Regions from separate parts of the Mus musculus genome. Here region 2 is linked to region 1. The links are chromatin contacts, called in public HiChIP or PLAC-seq maps. All regions are on one chromosome and are shown on one strand. The core of a region is the stretch at or near the end of the contact, and the rest is flanking DNA. Distances in the headings are between cores, read along the strand shown. Region 1 holds the start of Col18a1 (collagen, type XVIII, alpha 1). Region 2 overlaps Gm35837 (a long non-coding RNA gene).

Evidence for each region. HiChIP or PLAC-seq counts read pairs in DNA pulled down with a chosen protein or histone mark.
Region 2: an HNF4G HiChIP or PLAC-seq map of pancreatic cancer cells shows a contact between it and region 1. The contact joins the enhancer-like site here to the promoter of Col18a1 in region 1. A contact is called at or near these places in 8 of 39 promoter capture datasets (the 3T3-L1 cell line, the C10 cell line, the HPC-7 cell line and 5 more), 1 of 15 datasets of contacts at CTCF or cohesin (the G1E-ER4 cell line), 13 of 484 Hi-C or Micro-C datasets (the C2C12 cell line, the G1E-ER4 cell line, the N1E-115 cell line and 7 more), 17 of 115 datasets of contacts at active chromatin or transcription factors (bone marrow-derived macrophages, craniofacial prominence, double positive thymocytes and 11 more) and 4 of 9 other capture datasets (adipose tissue, bone marrow-derived macrophages, macrophages and 1 more).

What each region holds. Positions count from the first base shown.
Region 1 is chr10:77,162,562-77,168,552 of GRCm38.p6, forward strand. Col18a1 (collagen, type XVIII, alpha 1) reads right to left here and starts at 3,969. Exons shown (of 42, transcript NM_009929.3): 1 at 3,878-3,969; 2 at 3,729-3,799. The coding sequence starts at 3,888.
Region 2 is chr10:77,213,029-77,219,233 of GRCm38.p6, forward strand. All of the region lies in intron 1 of Gm35837 (a long non-coding RNA gene), which reads left to right. Among named protein-coding and RNA genes, the nearest start is that of Gm40704, 5.1 kb to the left of the region's middle. Within about 2 kb of position 2,738, at least 49 of the 459 cell types and tissues checked have an H3K27ac peak or open chromatin away from gene starts, as enhancers often do. A contact at or near this core is called in the G1E-ER4 cell line, the HPC-7 cell line, bone marrow-derived macrophages and 3 more, where this site is marked.

The DNA of each region.
Region 1 (5,991 bases), core at 2,719-5,218:
TCATGACACTTGCAATTCAAAATGGAGCAAATTTTCAAACCTCATAAACATACCAAATATATTTCAACTGTTTCTTTTCTAACAGAGAGCATCTGATGAAGTTCTAAGTCCTGAGTCTACATCTGTGGTCCAAGAAATGTTCATGGAGTAGTTAGTGGTCCAGGACTCCTTGGGCCTCCCAGTGAACCCAACTTTTCTAACACTACAGATGGAGACAGAACTCAGAAGTCGCCGGGCAGTGGTGGCGCATGCCTTTAATCCCAGCACTTGGGAGTCAGAGGCAGGTGAATTTCTGAATTTGAGGACAGCCTGGTCTACAGAGTGAGTTCCAGGACAGCCAGGGCTACACAGAGAAACCCTGTCTCAAAAAAACCAAAAAAAAAAAAAAAAAAAAAAAAAAAATCAACAACAACAACAAAATAAAAGAACTCAGAAGTTTACATAGACAAAGAACATGTGTGTATATGTGTGCGTGCACACACATGCGCACACTCAAGTGTGTATTCATGTGCAACTGTTCTGGCCTGTTTACTTCTACGTGTGAGTATATGTTGTGGTTTTTGTGGATGGTGCTGCATGTGTGCGTGTGCATGCATGTATGTATTCATGTGCAACTGTTCTGGCATGCCCCATGTACTTCCATATTTGTATGTATGAATGTATGTATGTATGTTGGGTTTTCCTTTGTGGTTGATGCTGCATTGCATGGGGCTTGTGTGTGTGCTTGCACATACATGTGCGTGCATGCATGGTATGCATTTGTGACTGTGAGAATGTTCACCTGTTTGTGTGCACATTTATGTATGAACACACATGGGCATTTGGGGGGCACAAATGTGAATGAGTTTGTGTGCATGAGTGCATATGTGGTTTGCATTGTGTGAACATGTATGCATATCTGTATGTCCATTTATGTATGAACATCGCATTCATGGTCACTTGTGCCCTGAGCACATATATACACGAATATGCATGTCTGTACAGTACATTTTCAAAGTGGAACAGCAGTGAGCAGAGGCAGCGCTCTGGCCTGATTAGCCACAGCATCTACCTGCACCCTGGGGAGGTCAGCTCACTCCTTCTAGGTTTCCTCAGGAAGAGGGCTTCCCCTCTCTCAGCCCCCCTCCCTTCCTTTGAAGGAAAAACAGGAGTACCCTGAAAAACAAGTTTTGCTGAAATTCAAAACTATCTTCAAGGTCTTTGCATCTGAATCCTGAAGACTCCCCAGTGGGTGAGGCAAGGAATGGGAGCCCTTTCCCACTAACTTAAAGTCTAATGTTACCAAGTGCCTGTGTGCCCCATCCCTGCAGACCTACTGAGGGAATGCAGCTCAGGGGCACTGCTGTGTGCTAAAGCAGCTGTAGTCAGTAGCGATGCTAAGAGTCAGGCATAGAGCACAGGCAATCTGTAGGAAAGTCAAGCACGAGAAGAGCTGGGGACAAGAGGATATGAAGTCAGCACCAGGGTGGTTATGAGCACCCATAGATGCCTCCTTGGCGTGTCCTCTTTCCTCACAGACCCCTCTTTAAAGTCCATAACCACACGGCGAATAGGAGTGCACAAGAGAAGAAACTGCAGACAAATGGGGGACCTTGCATATCCTAGGAGTCCTAGGTGGTGTGACAGCTCCCCCGAGGCAGGTTAAGAGTAGAGATACAACCCACTATTTCAGAGCATCCAAAGGAATCTCAGAATGGGCAGCACCTCAGGACCAGTCCAAAAACAGAGAGGGGCTTTGCTCAGCATAGACACATTTATTTGGAGATGTAGCTAGGCCTCCAGGCAGCTAAGGGCGGTTTCTACATGACCCAAGCAAATCACAACCTGCCAGTCAGGATTTCAGGCATATTAGTTCTCCCCCACCCCACCCCCATACCTCCTCCCCCTCCATACCCATCCCCCACCCCCAATAACTTAAAAGCTCAACAGTTATCCTGGTCCAGAGGACTCAGCCCTACCGGGATGAGGAGCCCTGGCCATGTTGGGGGAGGAGCTGGTGTAAGCAACACAAGCCGCGGCCCCCGCCCCCCCCCCCCCCACTGAGCAGCTTTTGACTCAACCTCCAGGAGGCAAAAGAATCACATTCCTTGGACATCTCTAGAGGGACCTCCCTGTCCCTGAGGGTGCACCACTAAAACCCCCAACAGTAGCTACAGCAAGCAGAGAGACATCACCTTCCCAAGGTTATCCTTAGATCGCCAAGTTTACAGACACAGAGGTTTGTTCCACCCAAAGGCTAAAATTACGATCTATCACCTTTCTACACTTGAAACCAGTCTAGCTGGGGGGCTGGTGTGTGTGTGTGTGTGTGTGCTGCTCTCTCCAGCATCTTTCCTTTGTCATCAGTGGTTACAGAAGAGGCCCCAGGCTTACAAATCCCTGTCTGCAGCCCCTGCCAGGCCCTCATTTGATTAATAGCCCCAAGTGCCACGCGGTTGGTCAGTAAGAACAGCCTGGCCAAGACCCATCTCCTGCAGTTGAAAGGCGTTACCCTACCCCCACCCCACCCCACCCCACCCCACCCCCTGTAGTTAACACAAATAAATGAAGAACTATCTGCTACCCAAGCAACAGGTGCTTTTCAGATCTGCTGTTTAAAAGGGCCTGTACTGATGTTTAGCCTGAAGTGACTAACGCACTAAAGCAATGTACCAAGTTACTTTTCCTTCCCAGAGTGACTCCCCTCCTCTCTTTATCTTTTATCCTTCATGATGCTGTGGCAAGAGGCCTGGGACCACAGCAGGTGATACTGCAGAGTTCGGATTTGGTTCTTTCGGGAGGTCACCAGCAGGCGCCTTTGTGATAAAGCGCGGGGTTTCTACCCCGGCAGTCTGGCATTGCACCAACCCCCAACTCAGGAGCCTCTTGGATATGTTGAGCAGGAGGAGAGCAGCCAGTTGCTGGTTAGCTGCAGAATCTCTGAGCTGGTGGCAAAGCAGTTCTCAGTGCGCCCATGCTGCTGCGGTCCTCACAGGGCAGCAAAGAAGGCGACGATTCCGTGGGCTTAGGAGCATTGTGGCCGGCCTGACTGCGCTTGGCGCTCATCAGCATCAAAGGGGACCGCGCGCAACCCGACACCACTGCAGGCGCGGGGGACAGGGGCCTGGAGCTGCAGTGGTACACAAAGACTAGCCGGCCACCGGAGTCCGGCCCCGGGCAAACGCGCGCAGTTTTGCCTCAACAGGTTGGAAACGCAAAGATGACGCCATGCACTTAACGATCTTTCTCGGTTCTTTCTCAGCCGTGACAAACCCCGCCCACGGTCCCTCCCGAGGACCTGGAGGGACCGGCGGCGGCCACTCACTCAAGCGTTGACCAGAATGAGGCCAGGAAGGGCAACATTGGTGAGGTGGGACACGGGTGTATGCCTCTGCTTGCCTAGCCAGCGGAACGCACAAACTTCCCCGCAGAGCCGCTTAAGTCTGGCCACCCCACAAGGGACTCCAAACACGGACAGCTCGCACCCCGGAACCCCAGACGCTCAAACCCTAGAGAATGAATGGCCAACATAAGCAACACAGCACTGAAAACGCCACCATCGCGCTACCCTTGAGCGCTCCAGCCACCGGCCGCCACCTGCGCGTGGGCAGGGCCCGGACGCCACTGCCTCCCGGCAGACCGTACAGGATAAGAGGTGGCTGTTTCGGGGACAAGCCACAGAACTGCACAAAAGGCACGTAAGTAGAGCGAACCCTGGGGCACCAAGTTATGTTTCCATCCAGGCTTACCTGGCTCTGCCCAGGAGACGCGTGCCACCAGCAGCAAGACCAAACTGGTGAGCACATCCAGGAGGTGCCACCTGCGGAGGACAGTCACAGGTCAGTGGAGCCCAAGAGACCCGCAACCCCTCTCACCCTTTAGCCCTGAGCCTGCAAACCTGGGCGCCATCTCCCCAGGCCAGGCCGTCTGCGCCCGGATGCTGCACCCAGCTCCTCGGTGAGCCGCTAGCCCACAGTGCTCCCGACCGCTGCTGCGGGCTAGGGCAGGGGTGGGCAGGGGCGGGACGGGGCGGAGACAGCTCGATGGGCGGGGCTCTGGGCTCAAGAAGCAGAGCTGGGCCAGAGAGGACCCGGTGAGCAATCTGGTAGGATCGGAACCTGGGAGCAAGCAGGGTGAACAAGGGCTGGCATCTATCGCAGCTTCTAAAACTCTGAGTGGCAGTCTCGTCCTCTCTCCAATGTCTCCAACGCGGGTGTTGTCCCTTCATACCATGTTGCCTCCTGAAGCTACCAGAGGCAATATGTGAGATCCAGATTCAAAGCCAGAGCAAGGTGCAAGGATGTCCCGCATTCATTAATTCATGCCCACTGCAGGGCATGTGTTCAGTCTGTGAGGTGGACAACGGGAAGGTCAGAGATTTGAAGAAAGAAGACATCTACCATCAGTGGAAACTTCGGAGCGACCACGACCACTTCTTATGTCCCTTGCACTCTTGGATCCCTGGGTGTGTCATGAGGGTCCTGCCAGCCTCAATATCTCCACTGTCTTCTAGTCCAGGGCAGGCTCTCTAAACCGTGCACGTTGCCATGGTGCACCCCCACGGGTATCTCCTCCAAGAGCTGCCTGCAGGTGTACATGTGTTATGAAGCCAGCCACACCCAGGGGTGACCCCTGTCCCCACATCCACCCCCCCCACACACAATTGGAATACCCAGAGACAAAAAGGTACCTTCAAGTAAGCACACACACACACACACACATTTTTCTCTCTTTTGGGCTCCTTCCTCCAACAACAGGGCAGCATGGCCTTCCTGGCCTGGCCTTTAACAAAATCAGAGACATTGACCCCTATCAAACAGCAAATCCAGATTCCAGAAAGCCATTCGCGCTGGCCTAGTGACAATTTCCCAAATTCCCCAGCCCTCATCCTTGCCCATCTCCACTGTCCTTCTTAGCCTGGCTCATTTCCCAGACCACAAAGAACTATCCAGGTTCAGCCAGGGTCCCCAGACCTTCTCACACCTCCACCCTGAGTCTGTACCATCTCAAGTGACTCACACTTTTTCTGCAGACCAGAGACCAAGTCCTTCAGTAACACCCCATAGCTTTTCCTAAACCCCAGAGTTCTTCCTAATCCTCCCAGGCCCCTCTCCAGTCTCCCTTCCTCTTAGTCTCCATATAGCCTCCTGACCTGGGCTGGTTCTGCCCTCCCTCTGCCCACTGCTCCGCAGCTGCAGCCCGAGGCCTGCTTGGGATTCTCATCTGCTCACATCATCTGAATCCTCTCCAGGCTTCAAAGGCCGGATCCTGCCCCAGACCCAGGGGCCTGCCCAGTCTCGCCCATCCACCTGGCCCACATCCCCACTTCATCCGCCTTCAAACCTGGAGTCCCTGTCCAGGTGAAAAGGGCACAGGGAGGAAGAAAGCAATCTAGAGGACTGTAGTCCACATTTTTTTAAAAGAATACAAATGATTGATTGCCCTGCACTCTTTTTCAAAACTATTTCAGAGGCGAGGATAGGTCCATGTGCTGTCTGTGCCTGGCAGGTCTTTGTGTGCAACTCCACGTGTGTTTTTCCATAGTTATACTTAGCATGTGCACGTGTGTGTCCGATGACATGTATTCGTGCACACATACATGTAGGGGCATGTCCTGGATCTCAGTAATCCTGTCTCTCTTTGTATTCATGTCTGTCTACCTGGAAGCCATGCCCATGTGGGGAGTCTGAGGTAGACTTGGGGGAAGGAGAAGGAGTTTGGGGGGAGGGGGAGGAGGGGGTTCTTGTTTCTTCTGCCTGCCTTCCAGGTCTGCTCCCACTGCAGTAGGGCCTAATTCCTCAATCTTCAATTAGCCGATTGGAGCTCAACTATGTGTCCAAAACTGCAGGCCTCTGCAGGTGGCGGGATGTAGCCCCCAGGGCTGTCTGTCATTCCTGGGAGAAATCCTGAAATGGAGGGGGGCACACCAGGCATCCGGGGGCTTCAGAGTCCGCTGCCTGCCTTCTTCAAGGTTTGACACCTCAGGCTGAGGGGAGTCCACTTCAGAAGAGT
Region 2 (6,205 bases), core at 1,488-3,987, 49 kb after region 1:
CCAACACACACACAAAAGCTGCACATGGTATTGTCCTAACACTTGGTCTCATGAACACTGGCTGTAGCTCCTTGGAGTCCTCTGTGGCAGAAGGCTCAGAATAAATATTCTGACTTGGCCTTTGCTGGGGACAGGTAGGGACAAACTTGCCTGAGCACACAGATGCCCCGTCTCTTCACAAGAGGAATTCTGTCTACCAGGAAGATAGGGACCATGGGCAGATCTTGAACTGTGGGGTCCCAGTTGGTGATGTTGGTCTCCTCTTCTCTTTGTAAATGATTGCTTTTTCTTTTATGTGCACTGGTGTTTGGCCTGCATGTCTGCCTGTTCTGTGTGAGGGTGTCCGATCCCCTGGAACTGCTGTTACAGAGAGTAGTGAGCTGCCAGATGCTAGGAACTGAACATGGGTTCAACTCCATTCCCACACTGGTCTCTTAATTACCGCTAATTTTTTATTTGTTTGTTTGTTTTTGTTCCAGCAGACCAGCATGGACTATTCCAGTAAAACAAAGGTTTTATTGGTTCTGGTCTCATTAATCAGCAGATTTTTCAGCCCCCAACTAACCAGAACCAAAGATTCTCAACTCAAAATAGCACATGTCCTCAAGAGAGTCATTAAGTGGCTCTCAAACTGTCCTTCAGAACTTCTCAAGCCAGGCAGGCCTCCGTCGCCTGCCCTGCTCTCCACATTCTTATCTCCCAAGCTCCACAGAAGAGCTCAGCATACTTTGAACCCTCAGTGACTTTTCTGGACCAAAGTTCACCAAACCCCTTCCATGATCATCCCCAAAACAACACAGTCAGGTCTGTGACCGCAATACCCCAGGATCCCGGTACCTTAGGGTTACTACGGCTGTGTTGAAAAACCAATCCCCAAAGTAACTTGGGGAAGAAAGGATTATTTCACTCAGGGTTCCATATAACAGTTCATCACTGATGGAAGTCTGGACAGGAACTCACGGAGGGCAGGAACCTGGAGGCAGCAACTCATGCAGAGGCTGTGGAAGAGTGCTGCTTACTGGCTTGCTCCCCGTGGTTTGCTCAGCCTACTTCTTATAGAACCCAGGACCACCAGCCCAGGGATGGCTCCTTCCACAATGGGCTGAGCCCTCTCCCATCAAGCACTAACTAAGAAAATGTCCTACAGGCTTGCCTACAGCTGGATCTTATGGGGGCATTTTCTTAACTAAGGCTTCTTCTTCTGTGATGACTCTAGCTTGTGTCAGGTTAACGTAAATGTAACCAGTACAACAGGAATCTCAGGTTCCATAGGTCTCTATGAGAGTCCTGGGATCTAAAGAAAGGATGTCCTTGGCTATCTTCTCTGTCTATCTGAAACAGGTCTCTTTTCACACTTCCCTACCCAGGTGTGTTGACACCCCAGGTTGAAGGCTCAGACACCATAGTACCCTGTTATACCCAGCATGCCTTCTGTTTGTGACAGGCTTCTGTCTGCTGGCTTGTGAATCAGACCTCTAGTGCCCAGACAAAGCTTATTGTGGGGGCTCTAGGTCTCCTGAGTAATATGTGACAAGTGTCAGTGACAGTCACCATAAGAAGAAAGAGAAATGGTGTGCGCTGAGGCACCCGAGTGGTCATCCAGAAAGCATCATTAACAGAAAGACCAAAAGCCAAAAGCCAAAAATTCTGCGTCATAAAGAACATCTGATTAGGAAGAGAGCCCTGGCCCCCCTTCTTCACGAGAGGGAGCTAAGGTCAGCTTTGAAAATATGCAGCCTCAGCACACTGCCGGCAAACAGCTCCCTCCATGAACTTGGTCTCAGGGCCTCTTTGCTGTGATTGTGAACATGTGGCTACTTCCCTTAGAAGGAAATGGTTGTTTCTTATTCAACCTACCACACCCGGCCCCCGCTACTGCTTTGTTTTAAAATAACTTAAAACGAAAAGGAAAATTAAAGTTACAGAAACAAAAAGGGGCCATTCTGAACCTCACTGTTCCTTGACAATGCTTTGCACTTGGGTCCATTGTCTTTATCCCTCTCCCTAGGGCAGTGGTCCGCAACCTTCCTAATGCTGTGACTCTTTAACAGAGTTCCTCATGTTGTGGTGATCCCCCCAAGCCATAAATTATATATATTCTAGATAAGCACAGGTATATAGTCATATATACAAGCACATCTATATATAATCATATAATATGTGTATAATTTTGCCACCATTGTGAATTATATTCTTTTTCAGTAGTTAATGAAGCTGGCATTCTTGAGCTGAGCGACTCCTGGGGTCTTTCCTATGTTCCTGTTCTCTTACACTTTATGAAGCATTTTGTGTTCGTGTTCAGGTGCTGGGTTGCCTCTTGTTTTCTCCTCTGTTAACACCTAATTCAGGCATCAGGGTCGTGTCAGCCCCCTAGTGAAGTGGAGGCTCTGAGTATCCTAAGACTGTGATGGCAAAGACTCAGGCAGGGACTTCAGTAACCGACCAATACATATTGCCACATCCTCCGAAAGAGGACCAGTTGTCCCATCTGCAGCTGGGCTGAGAGAAGTCCTTCCTCTGTGAAGCCCCTTGAGGCACAGACCTCTGGCTTTTCATCTCTCAAGCACCCTCCACACAGCCTGCTTTGATCAGGCCCTGACATCCCAGCATCTCAGCCCGCAGGCCTGTAGCTCCCCAGCAGCTGGAGCTGAGTTGGAGAAAGGGCTCCGGGCTGTGGCACAGTCTGAGCACAAATGGCTGCTCTTGGGGCTAGCCCATGGACTCCAGCCAGCCTGGGGCAGGAAGTAGGTCCCAGGTGCCAGCACTCAGCAGGGTGTGCAGCCTCCTAATGTATGGAAAGAGGTCAGGTTGAGGCTGCGCTGTCAGACTTTCCAGGAACAGGCTCCATGCATTATCTGTGTGGGAGGAAGGAAGTGGTCCTGGGAGGGGCAGATAAGCCCTCTGCCCCACAGGAAGGGTGAATATTCCAATCACCCAGGCCTCTCTTTGCCCAGAATCTGTGGGCGTAGGTTAAGGCTCTGGGAGACCCACCTATTAGGGCCACACATAGACAGATACACTTCTTGAACAAGGGCCTCTCACTTAGAACTTGCAGGGAAGCAGATAGAGGTATCCACCTTAGACCTGCCTGCGAGGCATGGACAGCTCGGTAGGTACTCACAGGCTGGCACACACTGATGCACTCTGACACACTCTGGCCACTTAGCATCCAGCACTTTCATGGATCTCTATGGTGCTCCCATCCCTGCTGGACCTCAGGGGTCCTGAGGCTCCTTGCTGGCCTCTCCTGGGTCTTCTCTTTGCAGAGTCCTGGCTTTTGTGTCTATTGCCTGTCCTGAACAAGTGCTTCTTCTCATGTTGGGCTCTGAACGTGAAGTGCCACCACCCCAGAGCCACCAAGTCAGAACTTGGGAGGAGTGGGTCTCCTCTCTTTCTAGGCCCTGGTTCATTTCCTGGTCTACTGTGATCCTAGGCTCCAAGGGCTTCGGCTTCCCAGCCTGCTTCTTGGTGTCTCCACATCAGATAAGAGCCTTCCCTTAAATTCCATGTCATTTTGGAGCAGTTATCTACTAATTCATCACCAGGCAAATTATCCTAGCCTGATATCTCTACAGATTAGACAGGACTGAGGAATAAAAGCCTGTCCAGGCTTCTCTAGGACCTGAGAAGAGGCTTGGGCAGCCTCCTTGTCCCCAGGATCTGGGTCAGGGGAACTCTAGCCTAGCGTCTCCTTGGGGAGCTCAGGAGGTGTGATGGAAGCCTCAGGCCAGACTGGGGTTAGCAGGGGTCCCCGTTTGCCATTGCTAAAAACAGTGAGTTCTGGAGCAAGCTGGGCCCAACACTTGAGGAGTCTAGATAGATGCACACACTTGTGTGTGTGTGTGTGTATGTAAAGACATATGCCACGGACAGACATAGCATGCACGTAAACATGCATATGTGTATACACGTGCAAGCTCATATATGTTCATGCTACAATTAATGCGCATGTTGTATGTGTGTATGTGACGAGACTCTGTGTGTGTGTGTGTGTGTGTGTGTGTGTGTGTGTGTGCATGTATGTGTCCGTTTGGCCTGAGTATGTAGTATGTACATGTGGATATGTGTATGTACGTACACACGTATTTTCAAGTTCAGGAGCCACACCCTTGAGTAGTGTAGAAATGAACAGAAGTGATCTCCAGAGCTTTGCCTACAGCTGGTTATCTGAAACATTGGAAGAACAAAGCTGACCATGTCTCTTTCCCTGGGCTCTCGAGTTCCCAAGAGGCTCATTAGGGAAGATGGAGGAATCTTGGCAGCTGGACGGCCTCTGGGATCATATGTATGTGAGTGCACACACACACACCCACACACACCACCACCCCCCCACACACACACGCATGGATGCATGGAGGGGGAAGCACGGCCTGTGGAGTTCATTCCTGACAGCTTCATGAAGCTTGCTTCCTGGGAATGACTGGGAATAACAAGATAACAAGGCAGGAGTGTGAACTGTGGACAGACGTCCTTGTAGAGATCCACTGGGCCCTCGGCTGAGGGCAGAGTCCAGTGCTCCTCCTAGCACAGGGCTGAGGCTCTGGCCCAGAGGCTTTTGGATTCCTACCCTGGCCTCACAAGCTGGTCACAGGGTTCTGGGCTTAAGGCTCAGGGGACTTGAAGAGCTGTGGGGACACACACCCATGGAAGCAGTAGAGGAATGTAGGGGACTGTAAGTCTCCATCACTCTGCCCTGACCCCTGCTGTGGACATGGGGGGAGGCGTGGTCAGGGCCCGGAGGCTGATGGGTGGATCATGAGGTGCTTCTATCCAAGCGTCAACCCTAAAGCAGAATTGCAGCACGCACACAGCAGGGTTTTGAACTGGTCTGGTTTGGAGCATGAATGGAGCCCATGAATCCAGGAACTAATACTACCTTTCTCACTGTGGCACTGTGTGAGTCTCCAGCACACCCAACATCTGCCCAGGAGCACCTACACCACGCCTTGTACCGATCCCAGGGACCTTCATCATAACTGTGGTACAGTATCCCATTGTCTAGATAAGCTGACATTCATTTACCTATTTGGGGGATGCCACTAATCTTTGCTCTATCAGTTGAGGTCCCAGCTAACTTCCTGGTATATACAAGCCACTCACTCCCCTGACAGTGAGGTCTCTGGAGCACCCGTTTCCGAGCCTCAGTTTTATGTGGACAGGACACTGTCCTGTTTACTAACTGTGATGGTTTGGATATGCTCGGCCCAGGAAGTGGCACTATTTGGAGGTATGGCCTTGTTGAAGTAGGTGTGGCTTTGTTAGAGGAAATGTGTCACTGTGTGGGCTTTAAGACCATCATCCTAGCTGCCTGGAAGGCCTGCAGCCTTCAGATGAAGATGTAGAACTCTCAGCTCATGCCTGCTTGAATGTTGCCATGTACCCGCTTTGATGATACTGGACTGAACCTCTGAACCTGTAGGCCAGCCCCAATTAAATGCTGCCATTTATAAGTGTTGCCTCGGTCATGGTGACTGTTCATAGCAGTAAAACCCTAACTAAGAGACCAGGAGACCCCCAGCTCTTGATACTCGATGTCCTTGTGCTCCCTGCTGAATATGTCATGGTCTCTCCCTTCACATCAGTTCATCCATCACAATGGGACCTGGTTCTGTGCCACATGCGGTGTGGCTCTTTCTGTCTTCTCCTTCCCTCTTCTCATGAGCGTCACAGGGGTTCTCTGAATCACTTGGACTGTGGTGTCTATTGGTCAACACACCTCTGCTGAGTGCTGTCACCTGCCTGGTATCTGTAGCTGTGCACTGTCTTAGCATCTGGTGGTGAGTCTCCCCTTACTCCTGTGACATCGCTGGCCCCTCCTCCCATGCTGTACACACTCAAATGCATCCTGGGAATGTTCGTTGACCTACAGATCTTTTTTTTTAATTATGATTTTTGTAATTTGCCCCTTAGTGCCTGAAAATGCACATCTCTTCATTTATTTAAGTCTTCCTTCACCAACCTTAATAAATATTTTATAGTCTTCAAAATCTTTTGTGAGGAGAGGTAAGTCAATAGGGAAGGGTGCTTGCTTGGCAGACACAAGAAGCAGGGTTCAAATTCCTGGTCCCCACATAGAAAGCCAGGCATGGTTGCATTTGTCTGTACACCCAGTACTGGGGGACCAAGCCAGATGGATCCTAAAAGCTCACTTGCTGGCCAGCCTTGATGAATGGCGAACCTCTTGTTAGGTGAGAGACCATCTCAA